7 separate regions of the Mus musculus genome follow, and regions 2, 3, 4, 5, 6 and 7 are each linked to region 1. The links are chromatin contacts, called in public Hi-C, HiChIP or PLAC-seq and promoter capture Hi-C maps. All regions are on one chromosome and are shown on one strand. Each heading gives the region's core, a stretch centred on a gene start, on an enhancer-like site or on the middle of the called end of the contact. The rest is flanking DNA. Distances are from core to core; before and after follow the strand shown. Region 1 holds the start of Ddx52 (DExD box helicase 52). Region 2 holds the start of Taf15 (TATA-box binding protein associated factor 15). Region 3 overlaps Taf15 (TATA-box binding protein associated factor 15). Region 4 overlaps Heatr9 (HEAT repeat containing 9). Region 5 has its middle 21 kb from the start of Ccl5. Region 6 holds the start of Ccl9 (chemokine (C-C motif) ligand 9). Region 7 holds the start of Ccl3 (chemokine (C-C motif) ligand 3).

The links. Promoter capture Hi-C pulls out the DNA fragments that hold promoters and counts their contacts. Hi-C and Micro-C count contacts between places; a contact is called where the count stands out from the background. HiChIP or PLAC-seq counts read pairs in DNA pulled down with a chosen protein or histone mark.
Region 2: a contact with region 1 is called in a promoter capture Hi-C map of pre-B cells, with 7 times the contacts expected there. The contact joins the promoter of Taf15 here to the promoter of Ddx52 in region 1. A contact is called at or near these places in 18 of 39 promoter capture datasets (the 3T3-L1 cell line, 3T3-L1-derived adipocytes, the C10 cell line and 13 more), 7 of 484 Hi-C or Micro-C datasets (B cells, CD4 T cells, cortical neurons and 3 more), 16 of 115 datasets of contacts at active chromatin or transcription factors (the SCID.adh cell line, T-cell acute lymphoblastic leukemia, acute myeloid leukemia and 13 more) and 3 of 9 other capture datasets (adipose tissue, liver and macrophages).
Region 3: a promoter capture Hi-C map of trophoblast stem cells shows a contact between it and region 1, with 2.7 times the contacts expected there. The contact joins the enhancer-like site here to the promoter of Ddx52 in region 1. A contact is called at or near these places in 16 of 39 promoter capture datasets (the 3T3-L1 cell line, 3T3-L1-derived adipocytes, the C10 cell line and 11 more), 11 of 484 Hi-C or Micro-C datasets (B cells, conventional dendritic cells, cortical neurons and 6 more), 5 of 115 datasets of contacts at active chromatin or transcription factors (the 230-238 cell line, bone marrow-derived macrophages, embryonic forebrain and 2 more) and 1 of 9 other capture datasets (liver).
Region 4: a contact with region 1 is called in a FOXA1 HiChIP or PLAC-seq map of pancreatic cancer cells. The contact joins the enhancer-like site here to the promoter of Ddx52 in region 1. A contact is called at or near these places in 11 of 39 promoter capture datasets (the 3T3-L1 cell line, 3T3-L1-derived adipocytes, the C10 cell line and 8 more), 2 of 484 Hi-C or Micro-C datasets (embryonic stem cells and liver), 7 of 115 datasets of contacts at active chromatin or transcription factors (the 230-238 cell line, bone marrow-derived macrophages, forebrain and 4 more) and 3 of 9 other capture datasets (adipose tissue, embryonic stem cells and macrophages).
Region 5: an H3K27ac HiChIP or PLAC-seq map of T-cell acute lymphoblastic leukemia shows a contact between it and region 1, with 4 times the contacts expected there. The contact joins the enhancer-like site here to the promoter of Ddx52 in region 1. A contact is called at or near these places in 17 of 39 promoter capture datasets (the 3T3-L1 cell line, 3T3-L1-derived adipocytes, the C10 cell line and 11 more), 1 of 15 datasets of contacts at CTCF or cohesin (large pre-B cells), 28 of 484 Hi-C or Micro-C datasets (B cells, the BV-2 cell line, the CH12 cell line and 18 more), 13 of 115 datasets of contacts at active chromatin or transcription factors (CD8 T cells, the NIH/3T3 cell line, T-cell acute lymphoblastic leukemia and 8 more) and 2 of 9 other capture datasets (adipose tissue and liver).
Region 6: a contact with region 1 is called in an HNF4G HiChIP or PLAC-seq map of pancreatic cancer cells. The contact joins the promoter of Ccl9 here to the promoter of Ddx52 in region 1. A contact is called at or near these places in 11 of 39 promoter capture datasets (the 3T3-L1 cell line, the C10 cell line, the SN4741 cell line and 7 more), 1 of 15 datasets of contacts at CTCF or cohesin (large pre-B cells), 7 of 484 Hi-C or Micro-C datasets (B cells, cerebral cortex, cortical neurons and 4 more), 8 of 115 datasets of contacts at active chromatin or transcription factors (the NIH/3T3 cell line, acute myeloid leukemia, embryonic limb bud and 4 more) and 3 of 9 other capture datasets (adipose tissue, liver and macrophages).
Region 7: a Hi-C map of B cells shows a contact between it and region 1, with 1.7 times the contacts expected there. The contact joins the promoter of Ccl3 here to the promoter of Ddx52 in region 1. A contact is called at or near these places in 6 of 39 promoter capture datasets (the 3T3-L1 cell line, 3T3-L1-derived adipocytes, hippocampal neurons and 2 more), 1 of 15 datasets of contacts at CTCF or cohesin (large pre-B cells), 2 of 484 Hi-C or Micro-C datasets (B cells and the C10 cell line), 3 of 115 datasets of contacts at active chromatin or transcription factors (bone marrow-derived dendritic cells, effector CD8 T cells and memory CD8 T cells) and 1 of 9 other capture datasets (adipose tissue).

The regions. Positions count from the first base shown.
Region 1 is chr11:83,940,354-83,944,375 of GRCm38.p6, forward strand. Ddx52 (DExD box helicase 52) reads left to right here and starts at 1,737. Exons shown (of 15, transcript NM_030096.2): 1 at 1,737-1,911; 2 at 2,890-3,088. The coding sequence starts at 1,825.
Region 2 is chr11:83,471,254-83,475,275 of GRCm38.p6, forward strand. It overlaps Taf15 (TATA-box binding protein associated factor 15), which reads left to right and starts at 1,855. Exons shown (of 16, transcript NM_027427.3): 1 at 1,855-1,953. The coding sequence starts at 1,947.
Region 3 is chr11:83,493,978-83,497,999 of GRCm38.p6, forward strand. Taf15 (TATA-box binding protein associated factor 15) reads left to right here. Exons shown (of 16, transcript NM_027427.3): 8 at 3,285-3,319; 9 at 3,917-3,949. Among named protein-coding and RNA genes, the nearest start is that of Gm32650, 16 kb to the right of the region's middle. Within about 2 kb of position 1,699, at least 11 of the 459 cell types and tissues checked have an H3K27ac peak or open chromatin away from gene starts, as enhancers often do. A contact at or near this core is called in embryonic stem cells and trophoblast stem cells, where this site is marked.
Region 4 is chr11:83,515,506-83,519,527 of GRCm38.p6, forward strand. It overlaps Heatr9 (HEAT repeat containing 9), which reads right to left. Exons shown (of 15, transcript NM_001045543.2): 3 at 3,601-3,785; 4 at 3,205-3,331; 5 at 2,929-2,985; 6 at 2,666-2,722; 7 at 1,610-1,667; 8 at 1,113-1,243. All of the region lies in intron 2 of Gm32650 (a long non-coding RNA gene), which reads left to right. Among named protein-coding and RNA genes, the nearest start is that of Gm23247, 3.6 kb to the right of the region's middle. Within about 2 kb of position 1,811, at least 5 of the 459 cell types and tissues checked have an H3K27ac peak or open chromatin away from gene starts, as enhancers often do. A contact at or near this core is called in pancreatic cancer cells, where this site is marked.
Region 5 is chr11:83,549,124-83,553,145 of GRCm38.p6, forward strand. No RefSeq gene overlaps it. Among named protein-coding and RNA genes, the nearest start is that of Ccl5, 21 kb to the left of the region's middle. Within about 2 kb of position 1,703, at least 95 of the 459 cell types and tissues checked have an H3K27ac peak or open chromatin away from gene starts, as enhancers often do. A contact at or near this core is called in B cells, CD8 T cells, the CH12 cell line and 8 more, where this site is marked.
Region 6 is chr11:83,576,718-83,580,739 of GRCm38.p6, forward strand. Ccl9 (chemokine (C-C motif) ligand 9) reads right to left here and starts at 1,919. Exons shown (of 4, transcript NM_011338.2): 1 at 1,672-1,919. The coding sequence starts at 1,747.
Region 7 is chr11:83,647,275-83,651,296 of GRCm38.p6, forward strand. Ccl3 (chemokine (C-C motif) ligand 3) reads right to left here and starts at 2,104. Exons shown (of 3, transcript NM_011337.2): 1 at 1,928-2,104; 2 at 1,295-1,406; 3 at 569-1,069. The coding sequence starts at 2,003. The coding sequence ends at 979. It also overlaps a transcript of Ccl4 not described here.

The sequences.
Region 1 (4,022 bases), core at 487-2,986:
AAGGCCACCTACAGGGCTTTCCTCAGCTCCTGGGAGGTTAACTCTCTAGGGAACCATTAATACCATGGGGCTATAACTGGATGGGAGAGACCATAACCTCCACTGTATTAACGTGGATAAACTTTGGTCCTGCCTAAGCTAAATGCTACAAACGTCTTCACAGCCTTATCTGTTCTTCTGCATGGGTTCTCAGGATCAAAGTCAGATCATCAAGTTTGCAGGGTTGGTGTCTACCTGTTGAGCCATCTTCCTGTCTCCTCAAAATACTATTTATAGAGAGGGAGTAAATATATTTAAAAGAGTAAGATGTCCCCACTGTTAGCTGTAAGGAGGAGTCAGGGAAGAGATTTTCATGACATCTTATGCTCACTCCACATCTGCTCTCCTCGAGAATGAAAGTCTCACTAGAACTGAACTTTCCCCCTCTCCTCTCTATATCATAGATCTATCCACAAATGATATGGACATATGATGTTTGAGTCTATGCATTGTATTATTTATATTTTGATGTCTCCCAGTTTTGTTTCTCCAGCCTTCAGTCCTGAGCTTCAGACTCTTGGGTCCAAGTACCTAATTGGATGTCTTCACTTAATCAAGTAGAGATCTACATGTCTACAAACGTAACAATTCCATGATTCTCATTCTCACCAAAAGGCTGCTCTTCCTTTCTTCTTAGTTCAGTAAATGGCATGCCATCATCCCAGCTCAAACCACAATATTTAGCTACCTCTGGATCCATTTCCTCACCCTACACAAACTCCATCAGGTACATTAAACTCTATATCCAAACTGTAGCCCAAATCCATCCACATTTGAATAGCTATCAACCCAGATAAAAGCAACAGCTACTTTAGTCTCCATTTCTACTCTTATCTGTTCCATGTCCCTTCTCCAAATAACTCCAAATAATCATGTATGGCCCTTTCACGAATTCATTCATCAAACATTTATGGAAAGCAAACAGAACCAGGGATACAATCATAAAGCAAAAATAGATCTTCATGTTTGTGGACTTACATTCCAGAAGACAGGTTATACAAAACTTAAAAAGTCGAGTAGTTCAAACACAATGAGAATGAATCTAAAAATCAAATGGGATAAACTAAGATAGTTGCTCCTTCCATGAATTTTGGTTTTGCAGCATGTTTAGATTAAAACCTAAATACTTCATCATGCCCTTGTTACAGCGTTGAGACCTGGTTTGTTTGCCCCTGTAAGCTTAGCTCCAGCTACTCCAATTTTCTTTCCTTTCTTCATTTCTTCCTTCATCCCTCCCCCCACCCACCCCCTTTTCCTTCTTTCTGTGGCACTGGAGAGCAACTCAGATCGGCTTCTGTTCTAACAAGGTTTCAGATCCGTTTCCTTCTTCAGATGGGTTTTCTCTTCCCTGGAATGCTGTTCCCATGTCTTGGGAAAGTGGCCCCTTCTCAGTTCAAATTTGATTGAATTTAACCAATCTAACTAAACTAGCTTCTACCCCTTCTCAACCCATCACAGCTTTTAATTTGCCTCACGATGCTTTCCATTTTCCTCAGTTACAGTAACTGGTTAATAGTATCTCTGTCCTTTCTAAACGGTAACCGAAAATGCAGAATATTGGCGTGTTGCTCATCAAACTATCACTAAACGTCTAGCACACTCCCACGCACAAGAAGCGTCGATTTTGGATTTTGTGAACGAATTCCCAGCTCACACGTTTTCCACGCCTATCACAGCCAGGCTCCGCCTCCTGGAGCGACTTCCGCTACGGCCTGTGCGGAAGCAGTCGCGGATAGAAAGTGGTAAACGCAGGCGCCGGGAGGCCGTGGGGCCTTCTGGGTAAAGATGGATTCCTACGACCTGTTTCGCCGGCTTGGAGCCGGCGCCAAGTTCGACGTGAAGCGCTTCTCAGCAGACGCTACTCGATTCCAGGTACTTTCTGTACGCGGGGAGCCGCGTGACCGAGAAGGGGCGGGATCCGGAGATTGAGACCGCCGCCAACCGGGCAGCCGGCGCGCTGGAGACCCCGAGGCCAGGCTCCGATCACCCCCAAGCATTTCCCTCCTGGGATTTAGCTTAACCTAAGATTTACCCCAGACTTCTGAAGGACTGTTTACTGAGCCCCGGTAGACTCAGTTGAGCCTGGCACAGACATTTTGATTCCCAGGTATCTTACTTTACTCACAAAGTTGGAATCCTTTCCGAGACCCCTCTTAGAAACTAAGAAAGCACGCTTTCACTGTAAGCTACCCAAGTTTGACTTAATGTACAGATAGCTGTACTGCAGTGGAGAGTTGGGGTGTTTTGTTTTGTTTTTTCATCACTCTAACCAACCACATTTTAAGTAGCCAACCAAAAGTGTGATCCTGATATGCGGGGGGTTTCTTAAAGAAGTAGTGAGCATGAAAGGAAGTCAGTTGGGACTCACTTGTGAAACATTTTAAACATAAGCCTTACTGTAAAATACAGCCTTTGTGGAGGGTGATGTCTGTGTTTCTTCGTCCTGACTGCAGTGTTGTGGTTACATTTGAACCCTGGAGCAGGGATTTCTGGGATCAAATGCAGGGCCTGCTAGTGAATACTTCTGAGATCTTCACTAAGTTACTTGCTGGTGCCTGGATTTTTTTTTCCCCTCTTCTGTCTCACTGCTATTTACCTTGTAGGGTTGGTGTGAGGATGAAGTAATTTAATATCTAATAAATATCCTTGACGTGTAGTAAATGTATATAAATATTCATTGTTGTTGTTGATAGGATTCTGTTTGCCTAAACACACTACTTAGCTCAACAGAATCTTGTTTGAAAAGGTTAAAAAGGCGAATTACTGAACCTGCGTCCTCCGTACAGCCAGTCACGGTTGGATGGAAACAGTTCTGGCAGTAAATTTCATTTAAAACTTTTGGGGTTTTAGGTAGGAAAAAGGAAATTCGATTCCGAGTCTTTGGAGGTCCTGAAGGGACTAGACTTCTTCGGAAACAAGAAGTCCGTCTCAGATGAATGTGGAGCATTGCAAATACACCAGGAGCCCCCAAATGAGGAGAAAACACAAGGGGTCCTGTTGGAAAGGAGTAAGGAGCCCAAGAAGAAAAAGAGAAAGAAGATGACTTCAGGTTAGTATTGGCTTAATGCTCATTTTTTTTCCAGTTCCAAAACGGTGCAAGCTGGTAAGTCAGACAACACATACCTAGCAACCTTTGTTGATGCCATCTGGATTATACCTAGGTACTGGCTGTTACTTGCTACTGCAATGATGGTCATGCATAGCCTTTTGGACAGGTGTTGCTATTTCTGGAGAATAATAATCCTAATGTGGAGGTACTCTGTGAAAAAATATGTATCACTTCCTTAGAAGTTATGTCTCAGTGAAATTAAAAATTATGTCTTAATAATGCCACAGAGGAGATGGAGAGATGGCCTAGCAGTTAAAAGCACTGACTGCTGTTACCGAGCATACAGGTTGAATTCCCAGCACCCACATGGCACTTTACAATGCCTATAACTTTAGTTCCAGGGTATGGAATGCCTTCTTTTAGTTTCCCTGGTTACCTGGCATACATGTGATACTCAGACAAAACACTCATACCCATTATTTAAAAAAACAAAAAACAAAAAAAATCAATTAGAAACCTGGGCATAGTAATACTTGCCTACAGTTTCATCACTCTGAAGTTGGAGGAGGGAAGATCTGTAGTTCAAGGCCAGGCTAGACTTTGTAAAAAACAAAATATTCATTGAAGATCTTTGCTCACTACTCATAGAATTTTTTTTTTAGATTGTTCTCACATATTTGTTCTACCATACAAACATTAAAGTTGGCTAATCTAGTCATTAAGACAGTCAGGTCTACTTCTAATTGAGCCAGTGTTGACAGAAACAGGAAGAACTGCTGTTTCTATGATGTGGACAGCTCTAAGCATAGTAATTTCATTGCTATTGCACATGAAATCTTCCTCTATTACAGTAGTTTCTAGCTCGATGTTTGATGAACAAGCTGGCTGCCCTGTAGCCTGTGTATGCTCAGTCCATCTCCTGTTTGACACATAC
Region 2 (4,022 bases), core at 605-3,104, 470 kb before region 1:
CTCCTGTAGCCTGGTTCTCTACAATTGCATAAGCTCTTCTCTGGGTTCCTCTCCTCGATACAGATGCTAAAGTACCATGGCTCATAGTCATGAAAGAACTTTTATTTCTTTATTTCTTTAGCCTTGCCTTTTGGTCCTGTCTAAAGGTTCCTAAAATCCTCTGTCTATACAGATACAATGAGGAGAAAGGACCTCATGCTCTTTTCTGACCTGAAGGTATCAATTCTGAACTTACCCTTTCTTTGCTCCATTCTAGTCTTTTCCGCTTGGTCCCTGTCACAGTGCAGGACACCTCTATCTGGCCATTTCTTGCATAGGCTTTCATGGCCTCCTAAGTGTCTGTGACTTCTGCACTTCCCTCTGCAGTTACTTTATGAGTCCAGTGCACTGCGATCTCTCTCACTAGCATTATTATTAAGCCACTCAAGTGATCTTCCTGCTTAAAATATTTTGTTTTAAGACAAAAATAAAAAAGGCCCTCTGCAGTCCTGTGTGTCCTGGAACTCACTATGTATACCAGTTTGGCCTCAAATTCAGAGGTCCTCCTGATTCCACTTTCTAGTACTGGGCCATGCTACCTCAATTGGTTTTAAAAATTATCAGTGCTGGGAATTGAGCCCAGGGACTCAAGCATGTTAGGCCAGGCTTGGATCACTGAGCAAAATTCTTAGTCTCGCTTCTCTCTCCCACTTTTAGGCACCTCGCAACTCCAACCTATTCTTCATTCTACAGCTGGAAAATACATATCTAATCTCCACCTTTTGAAGTTCTCTAGTGGGTGGATCCACCACCTTCAGGACAAAGTTCAAACTAAGAGGCCTCAGCTATATACCCTCCTACTTTTCTGGCAAGTTCAACTTTTCTCCCCTGGAGGCTACACTTCAAACATATCAAATTACTTGTTCTACACCAAGTCTGGACAGATCTTTTGCCCAATTCAACTTGAATAACTCATCACCCAGGTCTTCGTTCAGGTGTCACTCACTCGGGGAAATGTCCTTGCAGATTCTCGAGTTTTCCAAGCCCTTTTCCCAACTGAGCTTACTCTACGGCTTTCCGGTAAAACCCCTTAGCAACAGGGTCTGGTTACCAGGCTTCAAAATTCCACCTTTGCCCTTGGTTAGCCTCAGGCTATCCGGCTGTATCCGCAACTGGGGGAAACTATTTCATCAGTCTGTTGTGCGAATTAAATGAGATGATGTAAGGCGCTGACAATTTAAGAGTTAGCTGTTACAGAGGACTAAGAAAGATCCATTCCCGTGTCTCCTTATTCCCGGAGCCAGTTATGCGCGTGACTTAGACTGAAGTCACATTTTTGTTCTGGTCTCACTTCGATTTTTTTATTGGACAAGGTGGTTATAACAGCCCCGGAGGCGATCAGGTATGGAGCTTGTCACGACTTTCGTTCCGCTCGCTGCCCAGACTCGGGACGCCCCCAAGTGGTTCAAGTTCTGCAGCAAGAGCCCGAGCGAGGCCGACCACACCATTCCCGATTTTAAAGGAAGAATCGACTTTCCCAGGCATTAAGTTCTTATTTATAAAAGGGGAGCCTCGTCTTTCGCTTCATAGCTTCAAAGTCTACCAGACCCGGTAAAACTAGAACTGGGGTTGTGAATGGGGCGGAGCGAGCTGGCTCGCTTTCCTCCCCTAGCCCCAGGAGGGCATTGGTACTTTCCTCTCTCAATTCCCTCTCAATAATGGTACGGTCGCGGAGGGGAGATCCGGGAGGACTCTAAGGCTCGGCGGAACGGAGTGGCGTGGAATCACCCCTCCGGCTTCGGCGCAGTGGTATCGCCTGCCGCGCGCTGATTGGCTGCCGAGGGCCCGCAGTCGGCCTCAGCCCGCCGCGCCGCCCTCAGAGCAGCTCCAGCAGCCGCGCCGCCTGGCTTTTCGTTTTCCTTGTTCTCCGCGGGCCGTGGCGGGGCTCCGCGCCGCGGCTGTTAGTCATGTCGGGTAGGTGACTCCGTCAGCGAGCAGCGGCAGCGGCGAGAAGGGGTCCGGTGGGTTCTGGCCGTCTTCCCGCCCACCGGAGGGCCGCGAGGGAAAGACTCCGGCCTGAGGGAGGCTGGGGTGGGGGGAGGGAGGGGGGCGGCCGCGTCGCCGCCATGTTGGACCGGAGGCACGCACGCTCCCAACGCTCCCTGGCTACAAATCACGGCGGGAGCGCCCCGGAGCTCTTTTGATCCTGCCCTTGGAACCTGGGGAGATGAGCAGCTCCCCGGGGAGGGTGTGTGTGAGTTGGGGGGGGGGCGGAGGCCCGTCTACGCCATCGTAAGGGCGGGGGGAGCCGAGATCTGAGCATCAGCCTGAGGACTGGGGGCTTCGGGTCCTCCGCGCCGACTCAGATCTCTCAGCGAGGCCTCCGGCCGGTCGTCTCGCCACCTCGTTCCTCTGTTTCCCCATCCGAGAAGTGGAGCTGGGCCTTCCTGACTCACCCATTCATCAGGTGGGAGTCTTACGCTCTGGGAGCCCTTTTCGAAGCACTTTGCCTTACCCGAAGTCGCGCTACGGTCATTCCCTCTGCTGTAACCATTGGGGTTGCGGGGCGGTGTTTGTTTATTGGGCTTCACCTTTGTACTCCCTCCTCCACTTGTTAATCTCCTGAACTTAGAATTAAGCCTTGCCAGTTACTGACGAGCACTTTTAGGTCTTCGTGGCATTTCCCTTAAGACTTTAGAGACCAAGGACAGCGTCTTCCTCAAATTAGTATTTATAGAGGCCACTGCTGTGTGGAAGTGAGGCTTTCCCCCCTCCGGACAGGCAGTCTGGGTCCTGTTAAACCAGAACTTAAAAGTCCTCTGAATTCTAACAGTTCCAGTTGACCACATAAGGTCCTTTCTTTGGGCTACACTTACAGGTGGCAAAGACAGACCCAGAACGAGAGTTCTTTACTTCTGAGGAAAACATTGCCTAAAGCCATATGGCTGAGATGACATAATGACTTTGGTAGTTTTTCACCTACTTATGAGAGAAAGGATCTCATGAGGTATCCTTGGCTCAACTGGAACTCGATATGGAGTCCAGGCTGGCCCCAAACTCACAGATCCACCTAACCGCTGGCACTAAAGGTGTGCACCACTATGCTTGGAAGATTTGCCCTTTTATTAATTAATTGGCAATCCTTTTCTAAAGGTTTTCCCAGTCCACCTGGAGGGATGTGTATGATCAAATCTGCAATTGGAGAAGATTCAAAAGGAGCGAGAAAGACGGGACAGAGAATGATGGTCTTCCCTCAGATTAGCAATGATACTGAGGAGCTAGAAATCTCATCTTTTTGGGTAGGGTACCTGTATGGTGGAAAAAGCTAGGCTGAAGTGAAGTTAGCTCTTTTTAAATTCTGCTTTTTGTTCAAACAAGGGATTATTAGTTCCAGAGGAGAAATTGGCATATTTTTTCCAGGTAAAGGTCCAGAAAAGGATGTACAAGTGCATCCTTAGGAAGGGTATATGTAGGTTAACCGTGACTTAGAAAATTAAATAGCTCTCTTCATGTAGGAATTACCAAGATTCAGTGTAAGCAGTGCTCAGGGATTGTTTGGGACAGGATCTTCCAGTGTGTCCTAGGCTGGCTTTGAACTCATCATCTTTTAACAGCTTCCTGAGTGGCATTGCAAGCTTGCTACATTTGGTCCACACTGTTGGTTTTTTATTGTAATTATTTATATAAGACAATGACATTTTTATAGGACTGAGTAATTTCAATGAAAGATTTAAATTTAAAGGCTTAAGTTAGGATTTTTTTCTTACTGTTATATACAACTTAATATGTTTTGTGATGTATATGAAATACCTTGACTTTTGAATAAGTGACTTGTTTAATGTGTGTTAAATTAATACACTTAACAGAATAAATCCCCCCCTGTAAGTAACTAGTATTATTAATAAGCTACATCCTTTAAACATTCCAGACTACACTTAGAAATTTAATTGACTTATTTAGATGTTTGCTGTGGCAGAAAGACCCATGGTAAAAATGTAGAAGCCAGTGTGGTATGCATAGAGCTATTTTGGCAGTTAACTGAT
Region 3 (4,022 bases), core at 449-2,948, 450 kb before region 1:
CTTACTCCTTGAAGTCTATTTCTGTAGTTAATACAGTAAATTTCCTAATAAAGGAATTGTAATATAGTTAATATAAAGCTTACTTAGGGAGTGAGAATGATTGAATGACATTTGAATGTACAGGTAAACATTAGGATGGTATTTCTTAGACTTAAATATATATAATGTGTTACATGGGGATCTTACTAAAATGCAAATTACCATTTTCTGCGAAGCTCTTGGGCTATGTTTATACTTATACTTACCCTTTGAATAGTAAGGGTATAGGACTGAGTTTTGTAAAAAAGGAAACTCAGCCTTAATGTTATATATCCTTTTAGAGGATGCATCTTTTAAAAAATACTTTTACTTATGTGTATTTATTTTTTTGTAAATATTTGCCATGTGGTGGTGCCCACAGACAGAATAGAGTATTGGATCCTTTGGAGCTAGAATTGTAGGCAGTTTTATTGCAACCACTGAGCATGGGTGCTGGGAAACTGAACTTGGATCTTCTGAACGAGCAGCAAGATAACCATTGAGTCATCTCTATCTTTTTTTTTTTCCTTTTAAACAGTTAACCCCAGCACTTGGGAGGCAGAGGCAGAGGCAGGTGGGTTTCTGAGTTCGAGGCTAGCCTGGTCTATAGAGTGAGTTCCAGGACAGCCAGGGCTACACAGAGAAACCCTGTCTTGAAGAAAAAAAAAGAATGGAAATGAGTCTCCCTTACACATAACACTGTATATTTTTCTTTATTGTGGGCCAGATCAGCTGTTTTTTGGACAATATAGCAATTAGGGTGTAAACCCCCCCCCCCCCCCGACACACACACACACACACACACACACACACACACACAACCCCCCCCCCGACACACACACACACACACACACACACACACACACACACACACACACACGGTTTCTCTGTGTAGCCCTGGCTGGACAATATAGCAATTAGGGTGTAACCCCCCCCCCCCCGACACACACACACACACACACACACACACACACACACACACACACACACACACACCACACACACACACACACACACACACACACACACCCACACCCACACCCACACCCACACCCATGCATGCATGCACCATATACAAGGAAAAAAGTTTTAAGAAATGTGGGCTTGATATTTTAATTCTTGTCTGTCACTGGGGTTCTAAGGTTCATTTTTGAAGGAACCTTGGTTTCTAATACAATTTTCAAGGGGCTTGGAAAATAGACCATTTAAGCAAGCATGAGACCCCAGTACTGAAAAAGAAGGGGAACATTTTATTTTCAACAATTTAACCTCTGCTTGTTTATGACAAATGTACTTTAGAGGAGGAAGCAAAAGCGTTGTGGTAAACTTTATTTGGGGGTTTCTACCCCACCTTAATCATTTAGTTCCAAATAAAAAAGACACAAAACCTTTATGTTTATAATAAGCCTTAAAGCATTAGAACTGGGCAGATATCAACCCTCTGCTCTTTTGTCTACTTTCCTATCAGTAAACACCCCCCCTCTCCAAATACCATTTGCAATGTTACACCTGGGCCACTCCTACCGCCAACAGGTGGGCCTTCATGGCTATGCACTCAAGTTATACTTACCCCATGGCGCTTTCTGCCTTCTTTCTGCTCACTCCTAGTGGACTCTGTCTCAGACCCCAAGCCCAGGAACCTAAGCTTACTACTACCTCTTTTCTGCCCAGCTACAGGCTGTAGGCATCATTATTCAACAAGTAGTTTTAAAGAGCAAGATTTGCATAACAAAAGCTGGTATACTTGAGAATTCACTTGTCTTGAGGCAATGACCTTGGGATAGAGAATTTAGCAGTATCTTACGTGGCAAAAGGCCAAACCTCAACACAAAAGGATCAGGAACTCAAGTTCATCTTTATCTAGGTAGCAAATTCAGGACCATCCTTATCCTGTCTCAAGAAACTAAAACCAAAATAGTAATGAGTAGCTTCTCTTTCTTAAAGAGGTAGCAGTGATAGACCTTTCAGTTAAAGTACAGGGAAAGTTTAGGTACTGTGCTAAAACAGTAATTTTAAATACAAAGCTGTATTTATGAAGGACTTCAGTTTAGTATGGTCTACATAGCCTTGAATGAACCTTATTCTCCTGCTAGAAAGAAGGGTTTTCTGGGACTTATACAATTTAAAAGCAAATTAAAACACTTGTGTCTGTCCTAAGTTGATTGCAAAGCAAAATGTTTTTATGGTAGTGTAATTAAAAAGAGAAAGCTTTCTTATTTAGTTAGTTTTAATTGGACAATTCAGAAAAGCCATCTAGAGTTGGGTAGTCCCTAGAGCAGAGGTTTGTAAGCAGATAATAAATAGGTTAGCTGCTAGGATCATGATAGATGAGCAGCAACTCAGATATAATCTGAAACTGTTAGTTCCTTATCAGCACTTGTGTTATAGAAGGTTTTCACTTGAGAATTTTGGGGTCTTTTTTTGTTTGTTTGTTTGGTTGGTTGGTTGGTTGGTTTTTTGTTTTAATTACTTGGTTAGCATGAGCTGCTTAGATTTGTTACATAAAACCTTATGTGTACAAGGATCATTGACTTAACTGACAGTATAAATTTGTCAAAGTCATTCTGTGGCTTTGCATCTTTCACATATTTTGTTGGTTTGGTCTTTAGACCATTTGGCAGCTTGAACCTCTGCTGTGATAGGAAAAGATCTCATATTAAAGTGGATCATGGAGAGAAGTTTTGAGTTTAGCTTTTTTTTTAGTCCTCACTTTTTATCAGTCTTAAGTTTAAAGTTTTAAGACTATCTTTATTCAGACTCATTTTTTAAAAAAGTTTATCCCTTTAAAAATTAATAAAATCCATAATTTAATATCACAGCAGAATCTGTCTTCAAGTTTTTACCTTTTCTGTTCTGCTATCAAAGTCTAACTTTACTTTTTATTCCTCTAGTCTTTTAGTTTTTTCTTTCTTATATTTAAAAATAGTCCTAATACTCTAATTTCATATTTTTCATGCTGTGCCTGCAGCTTTAAGTTATGGTTTGAGTAGTAATCTTTTGGCTTGGGGTTGGGAAGATGAATTTTTTTTAACATAAAAAGTAATATTAGATGTGTTATAAATGTGAGAAGACAGCTTGTGGAAATAAATCCTTGGGAAAGCACTTAGATTGAATCATTGAACTCTGAAATGGATTTACTGGAAAGTTGGTGCTACTATTTTTCTAGGCACTCTACTTGTGACAGTTAAGTGTAGATTGAGCCCAGGGCTCAGCACATTAGAGACTTACTTAAGGAAGAAATCATTTCTTCAATTTTTCCTCTGCAGTGGTGGTGACCGCGGTGGCTTCAAAAATTTTGGTGGTAAGTGCTGAGTATCCCAAAATGTTTCAGTGGAAATGCTATATAAATCTAAAAGCCACCAATATCCCGCAGATGCAGTCTAAGCCCTTCTTACTCTGTTGAGGCTCGTGTGTTGTGTGCATTACAAAGTACTCTCTGTATACACTCTTATATCCAAGTACATATTAAAAGCCAAATCTGATCTCAAGTAGTCCAATGCGTTCTCTACACAGTGTATTGCATGAAAGAGTCTGTGACCGATGAATGAGGAATTCACTGGGTTTTGACAATAGGGTTTTTTTTCCTTTTATAAAGGTAGCTGACGTGGTGTTTTAAATTATTAGGGGTTTCCAATCAGCCTTACAACAGTGCTTGACAGAAGTGATACTAGAATAATAACAAAAGTGGGTGCTGTCTTGGACAAGGCTAAAGAAATGTTGGCATTCGTCTTGATTTCCTAAACTTTAAATAATAAACATTTATGTAGTTATTTTTAAACCTGTGATGGTTGACTTTCAAGGATATTAAGTTCTGACTTTACATGCTTTGGTTATTACCGTTTCCTTTTTAATTTCAAATAAGTTGTCTTAGACAGCCTTTCCTTTTCTTCTCCCATAGGTCACAGGGATTATGGACCCAGACCAGATGCTGGTAAGATTCTTGATAGTTTGGTTTCCTACCTCTGGAAGAGGAATTAATGTGTTTGGAGGGAGGTTTAATTTAA
Region 4 (4,022 bases), core at 561-3,060, 420 kb before region 1:
CAGGGTGGTGCTGTCATACCTGGCTCAGGCTTCATGTTTTCTAGAATATTGCTTCCGACCCTTCTCTCTAAAGTAAGCCTGATGCCATCCCACGATCCCCCCTTACTTTCTGCTGTCACCTTCTCTCTCCTAAGTCATCTCTTTAGAGTGAGCTTTTTGAAAGGAACATTACAGTTTAAGAACTCTCAAAGTTCCTTACATAGAGTTAAGAGCCCATTACCTAAGAAGCCCACTAAGCCACATATACTCTAGTGACTAGACCTTCATTTCCTGTTGCTTTTCTTTCTGTTCCACTTCAACAACTGTCTTTCTTGCTGATCTTTGGCCAGGCCAGCCATGTTTCTGCCTTTGGGCTGACCAGTCTTTCTGTCTGGAACACTTTCTCTCAGGGATCTATAAAGCATCTTTATGCCTTTGTTCAAATATATTGTTCACACTGGACCTTCCCTGTCTACCATGTCTAAATTATAACCTGTCCGTTCACCCTACACAGTGATCTTGGTGCTCCTCCCTCCCTGCACACTTGTGACTTCTAACATTCTATAAACTTTTGTAATTAAATTGTTTTGTGAGTCTCCTCTCCTTTCCTCCCCCCTGCCACCCACAAGCCCTGTTGCCTGTTTGGTTTATTGATATATCCCAAGGGACCAACAGTGTCTGGTGCATGATAACTGTTTAATACAAATTTGCAGAATAAATGGATGAGTAACCGATTCTATTTTACATGAAGTACTGTTGGAATTAAAGAACCAGGGCTCTAAAGGGGGGCATAAGTGAAAGCTGTATCAGTGGACTTTTAGTTTCTGCTCCTTTGTGACAGGCATTTTGCTTCAGTGGTCTGTTTTCGAGGTGATGATAACGATAGCGCCAACTGAAAGAGTACAGACAGACTAGTTTCTTGCTGAATCCCATTTAATGATTTCAGCTTTACAGAGCTTGTCTGAATAAATCAGCCTATACTCTCACTCAACTTTAGAGGGGACGTCACAAGGGCAGTGTCTTCTATTAAATCTGAGACTTAGGCAGCCTTCTTCCACACTCAACTCCCAACCAAAATTACCAGTGACTTTGACCTTCTTTGCCCCAATTATGGATTCTCCATTCTCAGTCACCTTGTTCTTAGGCATAGCAGCCCAGGAGTTCAGCGCTACTCGTAGCCCCACCAGGGTCTCCAGCCTTTGACTTTCCTTGTGTTCCATCAACTGTTTGATGAAAGCCTTGATCACAGACTTATCCAAGCAACCTGGATGAGGAAGGTGTTCAAGTCAGGGCAGGGCCTTAAGGACTGTTCCTTTCGGTAAGGACCTATTGAACACCACTTTACTCTTAAGACAGGAGGCCCAACAGGGGTTGCCATTCTCCCATGAGATCAGAGAGCTGGCTAAGCATGAATGCAACTTCTAGAGCCTTCCCTGTCCCTCCCTCTACTCTATCTTTTCTTTTCATTCTATCTTCTCTTTGCCCAACAGTGCCCAGGGTGGTTCCCAGACTCTGTAGCATGCTAAGGTTGGAGTGCAGTCATAACCCCTTTCCTTCCACTCATACCTATAAGAACAAAGTGGCTTTACTTTTGTCCCTCCCCAACTCCCTACAGAGAGTGAGAACATACCTAGGCTGGCCAGGGACTTATAGGCCTCGTTCTTCACTTTTGTTGAACCAGTTTGAGCCTGATTTAAGAAGGAAATAGTGAAAACACACCATAAAGAAATAGATTTGTCAAAACCTCAGGGATTGTTTTAGTGTAACTTCTACAAAATAGATATCAGAGAGCTAGAATGTGACTTATTTGTGGTCACACAGAGTACACATGCAGGATGGTGCAATGGAACAACACCAAGCCAGTGAGTCAGGCTTCTGTGCACATGCACATCTCTGTGTAGTATTGTAGTCACTTGGCCTTAGGCCAGCACATTGTGAGGAAGAAAGGAAGGAAGGAAGGAAGGAAGGAAGGAAGGAAGGAAGGAAGGAAGGAAAAAGAAAGAAAGAAAGAAAAAGAAAGAAAGAAAGAAAGAAAGAAAGAAAGAAAGAAAGAAAGAAAGAAAGAAAGAAAAGGAAGGAAGGAAGGAAGGAAGGAAGGAAGGAAGGAAGGAAGGAAGAACAGACCAACATCAACCATAGCAGGGACACTTAGGTTAGCATATGTAAGCCTGGAGCAGGCTTTACTTAAATCAGAATGAGCTCAGTCCCAGGACAGTATGTGTCTCTATGAGTGGTGATAGAACCCAAAGGCCTAGTATATGCTAGCCAATGCTTTACTCCTGAGCTATATATAGCCTCAGCCCTTAGTGTTTCAAGATAGGGTTTTGCTATGCAGCCAAGGTTGGTCTTGAACTTATGTAGCTAAGGCTCGAGTGGAACTTGTAATCTTCCTGCCTCCATCTCCTGAGTACTGGGTTTGCAGGCATGGGCTAAGCCTGGCTGCGACTCCAGCTCTTTTCTGGCTTTTCAATTCAACGTGTTTTCATAGACAAGAAGGATCTTCAGATTCCCACTCTCAAATTGCCGTCTAAGGAGGCCAGGGACATGACTACCGCACAACAGTGGACCTGACCTTTCCTGGTGCTCTGGAAGGTCTTGCGCCTTGTGCCCAGACTCCTATCTTCCCTCTCCATACCTCAGACCCTCTTTTCTCATTCCCTGAATTCCATGCAGACCCCAGACTCACCACCTGCCACAGTGCTTCCATGACAAACTTGTTACTGATGCCCAGGTGCCCTAAAGCCTGCAGGAAGAGGGATAGAAGAGAGGGAAGGGGAATCCTTGGACACCAGCTCAAGAATTATCGTGTTCTGCACACAGCTAGACTTTATATCTGGGGTGTCCCTGCCACCTTCCAGCCACCTCTAGCTTGTTTCCCTTTCCATCTCAGTACCGCCCAGGAAGCTGCCCCTCCAATTTACACCCCCCCCCCAAGCCCATGCTCCTCACGTAGGCTGCATAGCACTGTTCATCCTCTTGTGGGGAGTTCAAGCCGTTGGTGAGTTCCTGCTCATCCAGGGTGGGCCAGTTGAATGGAAGAACAAAACCACAGGACTCCAGTAACCATAGACTCCAGTAAACCGATCCCCCATTTCCCTTCCTTCCATTTTTCAGGGAAGGACCCAGGGCTGAAGGGTAAGTAGTGTGAACCCGAGGTAGCAAGTCCAAGGTAAAGTATTCTCAGGAAGGGAGTGCCCGCATTCCTTATCCCACCATGATCCTGACCTTTAACCTTTGCCACTTCAGGGGGTCTTTGGTGGGATCTAACAACCCTGGTCCCTCCTTAGGTTTTAAAGTCAACTTGCTGATAGAGACATGGAGGTTTGGCATTTGGGCACTGTCTTTGAAGTACCTGTGTAAGAAATTGTATAGACAGCCATAGTCCCCTTCCTCCCCTCCTCGGGTTACATCCCTACCTCTGCCACAGAGCCTCAGCAATGAGACCAGAGCAAGACTGATACTCAAAGACTGATACCCACTTGATGGAGTTGCCCATCTAGAATCGCAGGGTCCTCTCTAGCACTGGACTTGTCCCACTCCATTCCAACCCATCCTGACTCTCCCCTCTTTTCCTGGAGGAGTTGGGAAGGTGTGAAGAATACAGAGATGGGCAAAGCACACCTTGGGAAGTTTCTTCTTTTCCAAAACAACGATTTTGACTCCCGTTCCTTGCGTTGCTCATTGAGGGTGCGCCAGTGTGTGAAGAGATCGGGCTTTTTATCTAAGTGGAGGCAAGGCGTTGCGTTTGGCCTGCTTGGATGCACCCTCCAGCACTCTGGACTTGGGGGAAATGCTTCCTTTGGCACCTGGTGGGAAGAGCAAGTGGCAGAAGAGTCAGAGGGCTCCCCCAGGCCATTACTGCAGTGCACGGGCCAGAGAAAGGGTAGCAAAGGTAGGGAAAACAAACATGAGAGATACCAACTTAAGCTTCTCATCTGGGCTGGAAACACAGCTACCATCTCTTCCATTCTATGACTTGGAACAGTTACTCTACCAATGCCTCAGTCTTCCTCTGTAAAATGGGTCTAATGAGTCCTTATTCT
Region 5 (4,022 bases), core at 453-2,952, 390 kb before region 1:
GTCTAGCTGTGAATTTCTCTTACAAAAGGGTCCTTTTCTTGTCCACCTGTGCCTGCTGTTCCCCAAAATAATAACAACAAGGTAATCCTTGTGCCAAAGAGGTCTGTTTGGGATAGCATCCCCTGGAGTGATATGTCCTGCAGCCTGTTTATCTGTATTGAAACTTCACTCCACAAGCTTGTCATCTAGGGACTATTTTCAAGATTGGGGACAGTGAAACTGAGAACATAACAGATTTTCCCAGAACGTAACAGATTTCCCTGTGGTAAATAGATCAGGGTTCCAATTTATCACGCCTCTCAGCAACTGACTAGTACATCCACTCTTTTCACTTGTGATTCAAGACTCAGCCATGACTCTTGGTTTGGTCAATCGGCTAGTTAAGTACATGCACAGACGAGACTGCATCTCTCAGTGTCTCTGTTAGCACCACAGAAAGGTAGGCCTTGGCTGGCCTGCTGGTCTTCAGCACACTAGCTCTTTTGGCCACGATTAGTAGAGCTCAGGTCAGGTTTAGAGGGTGCGACCTGGGGTCAAGTGAGATGAATCCTTTTGTACACTGGGGGTTTGCAGTTGCTAGCCTTTATGTCCTGAGTGATGGGGCTGGGATTTGAACTGAGGTTTGTGTGATACGCACTCTTGTGCTGTACACCAGTGCCTTGTGGGAGATGTGTGCGAAGGCAGCACATAGCTCTCTGGCTTCCATCCTTGCCTGTGCTGTGTTTCGTGACTTCTGTGTGTAACCCACCTGAAGAACATTGATACTGGAGTCTGACGTGGGGGGGGGGGTGATTGGCAGTGGGGCAGGCTACTCAGCATTTGTTTTCCTGGATGAGCAATGCATTAAAGCCCAGTCTATATTTTTAAATCACTCAAGCAGGTCTATGGTAGGCTTCAGAAGTAAGAGTGGTTTTTCACAGTTATTTATTTGTATAGCACAGCATGTGGAAGTCAGAGGATAATTTTCAAAAGTTGATTTCTCTCCTTCCATCATGAGAGCTCTAGGGATGGAACTCAGGTTGTTAGGCCTGGGGGCAAGCGTTTCAACCCCCTGGGCCATCTCACTGGCTGGGCTTTTGTTTCTTACAGCTTTATAGTTCCTCCCTGGTGATGCCCTTATCTCTGTTGCTTGAGGTTGGGTCTCACTTCCTGTTGAGTCATTTTGGATCTTATCTTGGACAAGTGAGTATGGGGGTGACTCTGTGAGTATGGTGGTGACTCTGGAGATTCTACCGCACTGCTCTGATGAGTTTCTGTCTTTGTCTCACCAGACCACAAGCTCGGGTTCAAACTGCACCCTGTCGTGGATAGCGGCTCAGATCTTGGTCTATTTCTTTCGCTGCCAAATGCTTTCAGTCTAACTGAAGTTTGTTTGGTTCAAGCCAGAAGCTTAGACTAAGTGTGTACAAAGAATTTGGGATTTCCCCTCTGTTGGCTTCTCTTTTCTGTGGTTCCCCTCTATTCTCCAGTGGTGACTGTTGCTCCAGGTTCCTTCCTTTGGGCCACTGTCCAGAAATACCACATAGTTTCTACTAAGGTTTTAACGAATTATATCTACCCTCAATGGCAGCTTTAATTGATGTCACATTACTAGAGATTTTTAAGGTCAAAGCCTGGATCCCGGTTACCCCAACAAGCTCTCAAGACACCCGGCTAAAGAGGCAAGCCATTCAACAAAGCAGAGCTCATGGAGGCTCACAGAGACTGAAGCAGCGATCGTGGAGCTTGCGTGGCTCTTCTGCACTAGGTCCTCTACATATATGATACGTGGCTGTTAGCTCGGTGTTGTTGTGGGACCCCTAGCAATGGGAGTGGGGTGTCTCTGACACTCTCATCTCTCACTCTTGGGACCCTTTCCTCCTATTGGGCTGTCTCACCCAGCCCTTACATGAGGGGTCATGCCTGGACTTACTGTGTCTTTTAGGCCATGTTCAGAGGATATTCCAGGAGGTCTGCTCTTTCCTAAAGAGAACTAGAAGAGGAGTGGAGTTAGGGGAGAGGGGAGGTGGAGTTAGGGAGAGAGGAAGGAGTGGAGAGAAGGGAAACTGTGGTCGGGATGTATTGAAAGCAAAACAGAGAGAGAGAGAGAGAGAGAGAGAGAGAGAGAGAGAGAGAGAGAGAGAGAGAGAGAGAGAGAGAGTCATAATGAAAAGCAGAGAAAAGCTGGACGTGGTGGCGCACGCCTTTAATCCCAGCACTCAGGAGGCAGAGGCAGGCGAATTTCTGAGTTCGAGGCCAGCCTGGTCTACAAAGTGAGTTCCAGGACAGCCAGGGCTATACAGAGAGACCCTGTCTCGAAACCCCCCCCCCCCCCCCACAAAAAAAAAAACCAACAACAACCTACTCTCTTAGTTAGGTTTTTACTGCTGTAAAGAGACACCATGACAGGGCAACTCTTATAAAGAACATTTAATTAGGGTTTAATTGAATTAGGGCTGGCTTACTGGTTCTAAGTTTCCATTATCATCATGACATGAAGCATGGCAGCATCCAGGCAGGCATGGTGCTGGAGGAGCTGAGAGTTCTACATCTTGTTCTGAAGGCAAACAGAAGACTGGCTCCCACGTCGCTAGGAGGAGGGTCTCCAAGCCTACCCGCACCGTGGCACACTTTCTCCAACAATACCACACCCACTCTAACAAGGCCACACCACCTAATACTGCCACTCCCTAGGCCAAACATATTCAAGCCACCACACCTGCCAAGTCGTCCTAACTCAGGGTTTCCCCTTTTCCCTTTATGAACTGTCATTTACCTATGGGCTACTTCTGTCTCCTCTTTAGCCAGAGGCAGTCATTTGGCCCTCTGGGGCAAATACCCCTTCCCTCCTCTCCCTTGTTCTTTTCCCCTTCTCCCTTATTCTCTATCTCATGTCCTTGTCTCTTATTCCCTGCCCTCTGTCCCTCTGAGGTAAATAAATCTCCTTTGTGCTGAGGACTTGGTCTCGGTGTTCCTGTGCTGACTCCGATCCTTTCACTGTTTGCATGTTGTCCAGCTGTGATCTTGCGCGCGCTTGACTGGCCAGGAAGAACGACGCTGCAACAGGATCCTTCCGCACACGTTTATTGGGAGAGCTTGATTGCAGAGGCAAAGAGACCCCAAGCCCAGAACTGGTGCTGCTTATATATGCCTAGGAGAGGCGTGTCTCACATCTGATTGGTTAACTTGTCTCTCATCTGATTGGTTAACTTTGGTTAATTCTCAAAACCTCATCTTGGCAAAAGAACCTTTACTGCCTGTGTATGTGTGGTGGCCAGCAGTAGCCAACTGCCACTCTGTAACTGCCACTCTGTAACTGCCACTCTGTAACTGCCCCTCTGTAACTGCCACTCTGTAACTGCCACTCTGTAACTGCCACTCTGCAATGGCTTCCCACACTGTGAGCCTCTGTTTTAATTACCATCTACTTCCAGAAGCCTCTCTGAGGAGTTGAGTGGCGCGCTAATCTATGGCTATAGCAATATGTCATTAGGGCTCGTTTTATGACTATGTTTATTTAACAGAGTAGTAGTAGTAGTAGGTTTTTCCCATGGCCTATCTTGTCTCAGGTCCTTAGCCTCAGAGCCAGAAGAGGGGAAGCTCCCAGATGAGTATCAATTCGATTTCTCCACGTTCTGTAATGTAAGGATGTGGTATCCTCAGCCATGGTGCCTTAGTGTTGTAAAGAATAACCAAGCTTGTAATGTTGGGGGAGTCTATGGGACTCCTAGGGCAAACTACTCAAAAAGATGTAACCCATTCCTGCCACTGCTGCCACTGGGGTTTTTAGTTTGGTAGCATGTGATGCCTCGTTGGGGTATTATCTCTCCTATTACACGGTATCTTCACTTACAACTCTTTATATATATGTATTTATTTTAGGAAGATACTACGGCAGTGATTTTCATGTGGGCTTTCAAAAGGTCTTTAGTGTTAGTTTTCCCTGATGTTAAGATAAAAGCATGACGAAATAGGAAACAAGACTTTAAATTACTGTCATTAATTTTTTCCAATTTTTATTAGGTATTTACTTCATTTACATT
Region 6 (4,022 bases), core at 669-3,168, 360 kb before region 1:
AGGCTCCTAATAGTCCACATTTATATAAATGCCTGATTAAAGGACACACTGAAGAAAAAACCATCAGGGATGTTGAGTGACATCCAGCAATGTATCACTTTTTAAAATCCATAATAATCCTTTATCCCAAATATATCGAAGCCCAAAGATTGTTGCTAAAGGATTGGGAATTTGCATTGTGCTAAGACAAGACTACTAATCCCTTATATCATGTCTTCAATGGTTGCATATGAATTATCTGTAGTAGGGTGCACGGCTATTATTTAACAAGTTTGATGTGGTGTGGGTGGCTTCCAAAGTAAATCTTAAGAAGCAGTGCCTGTTCTTGAACGCATGATTACTAATCTGCCTCTTAGTCTTACCCATCACTACTCATGCGGTCTTACATTATTGAAGGCTGTTCCAATTCTCTGTTTCAGTTATCTGGTTTGAAAAGTGAGCAGGGCAATAATATATACAAGGCTTGCTTGTCTTCTAACTTCTTCTTTTTCTACAAGAATGATGCATTTCCATTTGTCCCACCCCTCAGGGATGCCAGAGGAAGAATGAATCAACATCTGGACAGTTGAGCAATAGCTAACTCTACTAACTGTATTTTGTTTTCTGCATATTATGGTATTCTGGCATACTTAAAATCCTGACCACAGGGAGGGGCTAACTGCTTCTTAACCAACTCTCACTGAGCCCAGCACCCAACCTTTATCATTCTCAAACACCATGTTGGTATTTCCCTTGCCCTAACTCTTCCTAAAGCTAGATCCTTAAAGACCATCCATATATACAAAGTCTGCTCGACTTCTTCAGTCTAGGAAATCTTAACTGAACCCTGCATTGTGCCCTTCCTCTTTTCCAGTATCTCCAATAAAGAATCTGACACAAGTTTCTCTATTTCATTACTTATGCCTCCTGGCCTAACTCCAATATTCTCCTTGGCTCTGTGAGACATGATGTATCTCTCCTCCTTAGAAAAGTTGAGGAATACATTCTTTTATTTCACAGGACCTCTCTGTGTTGAGCCCTGGTCACCTCCATAAACTAAAATATCATAGCTTCAGATGAAATGGTGACCTTGGATGAGCCATTGGCCTGACTGGTCCCAATGCCTTAAAAATGATGGTTCTATACTAGCTGACATCTAATAACTCTAGCATCACAGAGTTTTATATTCATTTCTACAAATGTATGCTTTAATTATAGTTATTTCGATCTAACTACAATGTCAGCTAGGATTGGCTAGGAAAAGTTATCAAATAATTCTAGCTATGAAAAAGGAAAACATTTGCTTCTCCAAATGGAAGCAAGCCATTTGTGTACCAGCTTCCAGACCAGACCCTTCCTAATGCTGCAGCCTTTTAATACAGTTCCTCATGTCGTGGTGATCCCCAACCATAAAGTTATTTCATTACTACTTTATAACCGTAATTTTGTTACTGCTATGAATCATAATGTAAATATCTATGTTTTCTGATGGTCTTAGGCAAGCCCTGTGAAGAGGTTGTTTGACTTCCAAAAAGGGTGGCAACCGGTAGTTGAGAACCACTGATCCAGGGGCTATAGCCAGAGGCAGGTCTGTACTAAGTAAATTCCATTGCTCTGTCTGGGATGGAAATTATTAAATGCTGCCCCTTCTGGAACTCCCCCCAAATTTTCAGTTACCACCACAGGACTCACCATGTGTGATCTGGGCCCAGATTCCAAGAGCAGTTGTAAGAATGAGGAAGGAGAGGGCAGTATGAAAAGGCTTCATCTTCTTAGTGGGCAGACCCAGCTGGCCTTCAGACTGCTTGCTGTTCCTGGCCCGGTCTTGCTATTTATACATGTAAGAGGATCAGGAAGTCCCTGGGGTACAGCTCATAATGCCCTCCTTTGACTACATAACACCCAACATGCTAGTTCTAAGAGAGGGAACAGTGTGCAGTGGGAAGTGGAGGGCAAAGGTGACTTGGGGCTTTCCAAAGTTCAAATTGATTCAGAGAGAGTAAATATTTCCAGAAGGATTTCTCCTTTTATAAAATTCATTCACTCCTTTAGCTCTGGCCACAGGGTGGGAGTGAGGGATCCTTCTAGACCCCTGATGAGAGGTTAGCTTGGAGGACGCTGGCTTATGCTCATTGACAGCTGACCGACAGATATAGATTATAAAAGTAAACTTATATGTCTTGCCAGAGATATATAAAATTGTTGTCAACTCCTTCTTTAATTATTTTTCTTTAATTTTTAAAGATTTATTTTATATCCATGTTTTGCCTGCATGTGTGTATGTCTACCACATACATGCAGTGCTGTGCAGGTCAGAAGAGGGTGTTAAATTCCCTGGTACTAGAGTTACAGATGGTTGTGAGCCATCATGTGGATGCTGAGAACTGAAGCCAGCAAGTGTCCTTAACCGCTGAGCCAACTCTCCAGCCCCTTTAGATATTTTTAATATACTTTAACATCAGAGGAAAAAAAATCTTTAGAACGTCTGTCAGAAGAAACATCTAAGGCTGGTTGGGGTGGTGTTCACCACTTGGTGTCAGCACTTGGGAGCCAGAGGCAGGTGTGTGTGTGTGTTTGAGGCCAGTCTGGTCTACACACTCAGTTATCCAATCTCCGTGAGTTTGTGAATGTTTGCTGTTCATTTGTGGTTTTAGTCTGATGTGGTCAAATAGAATAGGAAGAGAGGGCTAAAGAGCCAGCTCACTGGTTTAGAGCACTTGTTGCTTTTTCAGAGGACCCAGGTTCAGTCTTCGTGAGTTTCATTAGCCTCTTTCTATCAAGGGAGGATCCCCTTTCTCCTTGAGTTATGAAGGAGCCCTTTGCTGGCAATACTGTCCTGGGCTGGAGGTTCATGTCTTCCAAAGCTTGAGGAACGCCTCTCCAAGCTCTCTGTTACGCTGATGGACATCTCCTGACACATGACTTAGTGGTTCTCTCTTGATGCTTTTTACACATTTTCTTTGTTTTGAATACTTAGTACTATAACTTTAATTATAATATGACAAGAAGAAGTTCTTTTTGGGTCTTGTCTCTTTGGTGTTCTAAATGACTTCTCTATTTGATTAGATGTTTCTTTGCCTAATTTAGGAAATTTTTTTTGGCTATGATTTCACTGGAAATGTTTTCTGTGCATTTGGAAAGAACTTCACTCTTTTATATCTGTGATTATTAGACTTTATCTTCTCCTCATGTATTAAATAGCCCAAAGTCCAACTCATGCCTTTTCATTAATTCATCTTTTTCCTTGACACTTTCTGCTCCCAGTGCCTTGTCTTCAAGCTCAGATATGCTGTCCTTTTCTTGACTGATTCTACTGGTAAGGCTTTCTGCAGAATTTTTAATTTGACTTAATTGTATTTTGGATCTCCAGTAGTTTGCTATGGTCCCCTCCCCCAATGGTTCTATACCCTATTTACTTCCTCCTACTTCCTCTTCCTTCCTTCCTTCCTTCCTTCCTTTCTTTCTTTCTTTCTTTTTTCTTTCTTTCTTTCTTTCTTTCTTTCTTTCTTTCTTTCTTTCTTTCTTTCTCTCTCTCTTTCTCTCTTTCTTTCTTTCTTTTTTTCTTTCTTTCTTTCTTTCTTTCTTTCTTTCTTTCTTTCTTTCTTTCTTTCTTTCTTTTTAGATTTGTATTTATTTATTATATACAAGTACACTGTAGCTGTCTTCAAACACTCCAGAAGAGGGCATCAGATCTCATTACAGATGGTTGTGAGACACCATGTGGTTTCTGGGATTTGAACTCAGGACCTTTGAAAGGGCAGTCAGTGCTCTTAACCACTGAGCCATCTCTCCAACCCAACTTCCTTTTTCATATCATGTATCAAGCTCCTTATTTAATCCAGGTGTTTATGTTCTCTTGGGATGCTCCTTTCATGCATGGAGATGGGAGAGGAGGACCAGTCAAGCTATAAACTCTTGCTGGACAGTGGTGGCACACGCCTTTGATCCCAGTACTCAGGAGGCAGAGGCAGTCAGATTTCTGAGTTTGAGGCCAGCCTGGTCTTCAGAGTGAGTTCCAGGACAGCCAGGGCTACACAGAGAAA
Region 7 (4,022 bases), core at 854-3,353, 290 kb before region 1:
CTCCTCTGAACCCTGCTGTACCTGGGACCAATCCTTTGATGCATATGTTTTCAGGGGATGCATGGCATGGTGACATACTCCTTTAATCTCAACATTCAGGAGGCAAAGGCATGCAGACCTCTGAGTTTCAGGCCAGACAAGGCTACATAGCGAGACTGTATCTCAAAACAAAACAAAACACTAATATCAAATGGACAAGGTATAAAAATAACACCAAGTTTAGGGTAATCCTCAAAACTGTTCCTAAGAAAGCTTGATTTGTGGTATGCATAACTAATACTCCATTGGATGATAAAATTATTTAAATGGTGACTTTTTATAGTGAAGGTTCATTATGAGTTGATTCACAAAATAGTCACCATTTTAGGGTTCCAGATCCACATTTCCATTATGAAGTGGAGAAGTCTACTCCATGGGAGTCTCCCCATTCTCCTCTCCCCACCCCTTCCAACACACTCCCAACTTCCATTCACAGCTTCCTATTCTTTGCTGTTATTCCTCTTAACCAGTAAGTCTGACTTTCCAGAAAAATAAAAATAAAATAAAATAAAATAAAACTCAACACCAGTCACTTGTTAAAGGGCATATTTATTACTTCTCTGGTATAAACAAAGCATCTATTGTACATTTGTCAGTTCATGACTTTGTCATCATGTCTACCTAGAATAGCTGTCACCAAACAGTGTGACCAACTGGGAGGGAGATGGGGGTTGAGGAACGTGTCCTGAAGTCTTTCAGAATAAATAGTCACAAATACAAGTATGACAATAAAATAAATTACAAAATTAAATAGTATTAAACCAATAGGATTAAATTAAATAAAATTTCAAGTGAAGAGTCCCTCGATGTGGCTACTTGGCAGCAAACAGCTTATAGGAGATGGAGCTATGCAGGTGGCAGGAATGTTCCGGGGCTCAAGCCCCTGCTCTACACGGGACCCATGGAGGTTTGGGGGGTTCCTCGCTGCCTCCAAGACTCTCAGGCATTCAGTTCCAGGTCAGTGATGTATTCTTGGACCCAGGTCTCTTTGGAGTCAGCGCAGATCTGCCGGTTTCTCTTAGTCAGGAAACTACACAGAGAGAGGTAAGGGTCAAAAAACTTAAATATCCAATGGGAGAGTCTGACTTCCTCTGTGGTTTCTCCATCGCTCCCGTCCTCTCACTGGCACCCTTTAGATGATCCTGTGCTTCCCTTTTTGTGACTGCACCCCCGCCCCCACCCCACGACTGAAAAACCCTCTCTTACACTGTTCCTCACCCCACTTTATCAGGAAAAGCACGAGAACAGAACTTACATGACACCTGGCTGGGAGCAAAGGCTGCTGGTTTCAAAATAGTCAACGATGAATTGGCGTGGAATCTTCCGGCTGTAGGAGAAGCAGCAGGCAGTCGGGGTGTCAGCTCCATCTGTAGGGGAAGAAAGTCATCATTGAACAGGGTAGGACACCTAAAACAACTTAAGAGGCGAGGAAGGTGCTTGGGGTGGGAGTTGGAAGGCTAAGGATCTGAAGGCATTTGGGCATTTGGGACCAGAAATGTCATTGTTTCTGTCTCTGTTCTATCTATATTTTCACTGTGGGCTTTCTCTTTCTCTATGTGTTGCCCTGTGTCTTTCCCACAGCTTTCTCTAATACCAGAAGTCAGCAAAGAAGACACCAGAGCATCACCATAAGACATCCCAGAGGCAGAGCTCCTTAAGAATCCCAGGGCTGGCTAGTAAGTACATGACAACACTATCCTTACTGTGATTTCAAGTTCTGGGTACCTATAAAAGGTTAGACCCTTCCACACCATAGAGAGGAAAATAAAAATCTCAAAGAGAAAGACCAGCTTCTTTTCTCTTGTAGACTCTGAAACCACAGAAAAGACTGCTATGGTCTGCCTTAGACCAGAGACTGGGGACACCTCCTGTAGCAGTGTAGACTCACATGGCGCTGAGAAGACTTGGTTGCAGAGTGTCATGGTACAGAGAAGAACAGCAAGGGCAGTGGTGGAGACCTTCATGATGTTGAGCAGGTGACAGAGGGTGAGCTTGTCAGCAGAACAGAAAAGGGACTGGTACTCGCTGCTGCTTGTATCCTTCTGGTGTCTGAAGCCATATGCCCCTTCTCTTATAGGTAGCCCTAGCAGATGAGGAAATGGAATCCGGGGCTGAGGAGGGAAAATTTTAAGCACAGCAATGGTGTCATGATGGATATTACACAACCCAGGGTCCACAGTGACCACAGGGGCCCAGGATATCTAAGAATAGCATCTCTGAGATATAAGTCTCAGCTCTCAACTCGTGACCTATTCTTTCTTCTTGTGGGGAAGTAGTTTCTCTTATGAGCAGGAGGAGGTAGGACAGTGTCAACCCAGGGCTATTCTTAGCTGGTCCCATCTCATGAGAACCGTTCTGTGAATAAACACTCCAAACCCATTCCTTGCCATGGAACGGAAACTCTCGTTATTTCTCAGCTTCTCTAACCACATGGAAGAATAGCTGTGGATGGTGGCACAACAGCCCCTCCTACCACCACAGTGAGGGACTGAGGAAAAGCATCTCCAGCTCGAGCAATGGGGAAGACGCGGTCACATTTAAGACATTTGTCCAATCATCAGCCGCAAAGTGACTAGGCCACTGGGTTGAACATTAGTTGTGGATCATAAAGATACTTCAAGTGTGGGCGTTAATATGTGAGAAGCCTAAAAATATTTTTTCCATTAAGCTAGAAATAGCCTTTCTAGGAAAGATTTTTGGGGAAACAACCCAAATGTAAAGCCATCTCTAAATATTGAGACAGCTGGTCCATTGTCATTATAACTTGAAACTAAAGAAACAAAACCTTTCACTATGAAAAAATTATAAATTAAATTATAGTATATACATTGGATTGCTTGTTTATGAAGCTCTTAAAATTAAAATGACATAAGTACACTCATAACATTGGTGATAAAAATATCAAGAAACATTGTACAAGTTTTACAAAGTGAAGAATTCTACAAATATCTGGAAATATACAGTTTTTCACACCAAACCCAGGCATTATAAATAAATAATACTGGAATTTTTTTTTAAAAAATCACTAAAAATAAAAACTTTAAAGAATTATTAAAACTTGTGAGATGGGCCTGTGAGTGGTTAATTTTCTTATATTTTGAGATTTTTAAATTTTATTTGGTGAGATATTATCTTCCTGTCCTCTCACATACTCATGTACTCACTTAGTTTAAAGCATTTTCAATATCACTAGTTTAAAAGTAAGCAGTTATCCAGTGTTTTACTTTTAATTGCTTTTAACTTCTGAGACAAGGTCTCACTAGGTAGTCAAAATTATGATCCTTCTGCCTCAGGCTCTGGAGTGCTAGGATTACAAGTGTGTAGCATCATGTTTGAAAGAAGGTGCTTGTGAGTGTGCATGTGTGCATGTGTGTGTGTGTGTGTGTGTGTGTGTGTGTGTGTGTGTGTGTGTGCTTCATGTATGTGAGTGTGTGTGCATGCATGTGCATGTAGAGATGCAAGACTGATGTCAGGAACCATCCGCCGTCGATGTTCCATGTTACTTACTGAATCAGGGTCTCTTAATCAAATCCAGAGCTCACTAATATGGCTGGTCTGCCATATTAGCCCCAATCTTTGCACTCCAAGACTAGAATTGACAGGCAGGCTGTGGTGATGCAATATTATGATTTTAAAAATGTCTCATACATTCTAAGAGACTGGAACTTTTGCTGGGTCTCACACTCAGAATTAATAATGTACCCGAGATCACTTAGGACTTAAGTCTGCTCTCCTACTGTGTACTCAGCCTTTAAGAGAATAATGTAACAATCAGCAGTATTTGCCTTGGGTTTCTCATGTGATCAACTTTTACAACCTAAGCAAAAGCATTGCCATAATCTTAAATTATGTCCTCTTCCATCCCCCTGGACCCAGAACAATGCATGTGAACCATTTGCTGAAAGCAGCAAATATAGATGTTGAAAGAACTCTTCTAAAATGAAAACCCATTTATGGATATTGGCTGATATGCATGATGCTTA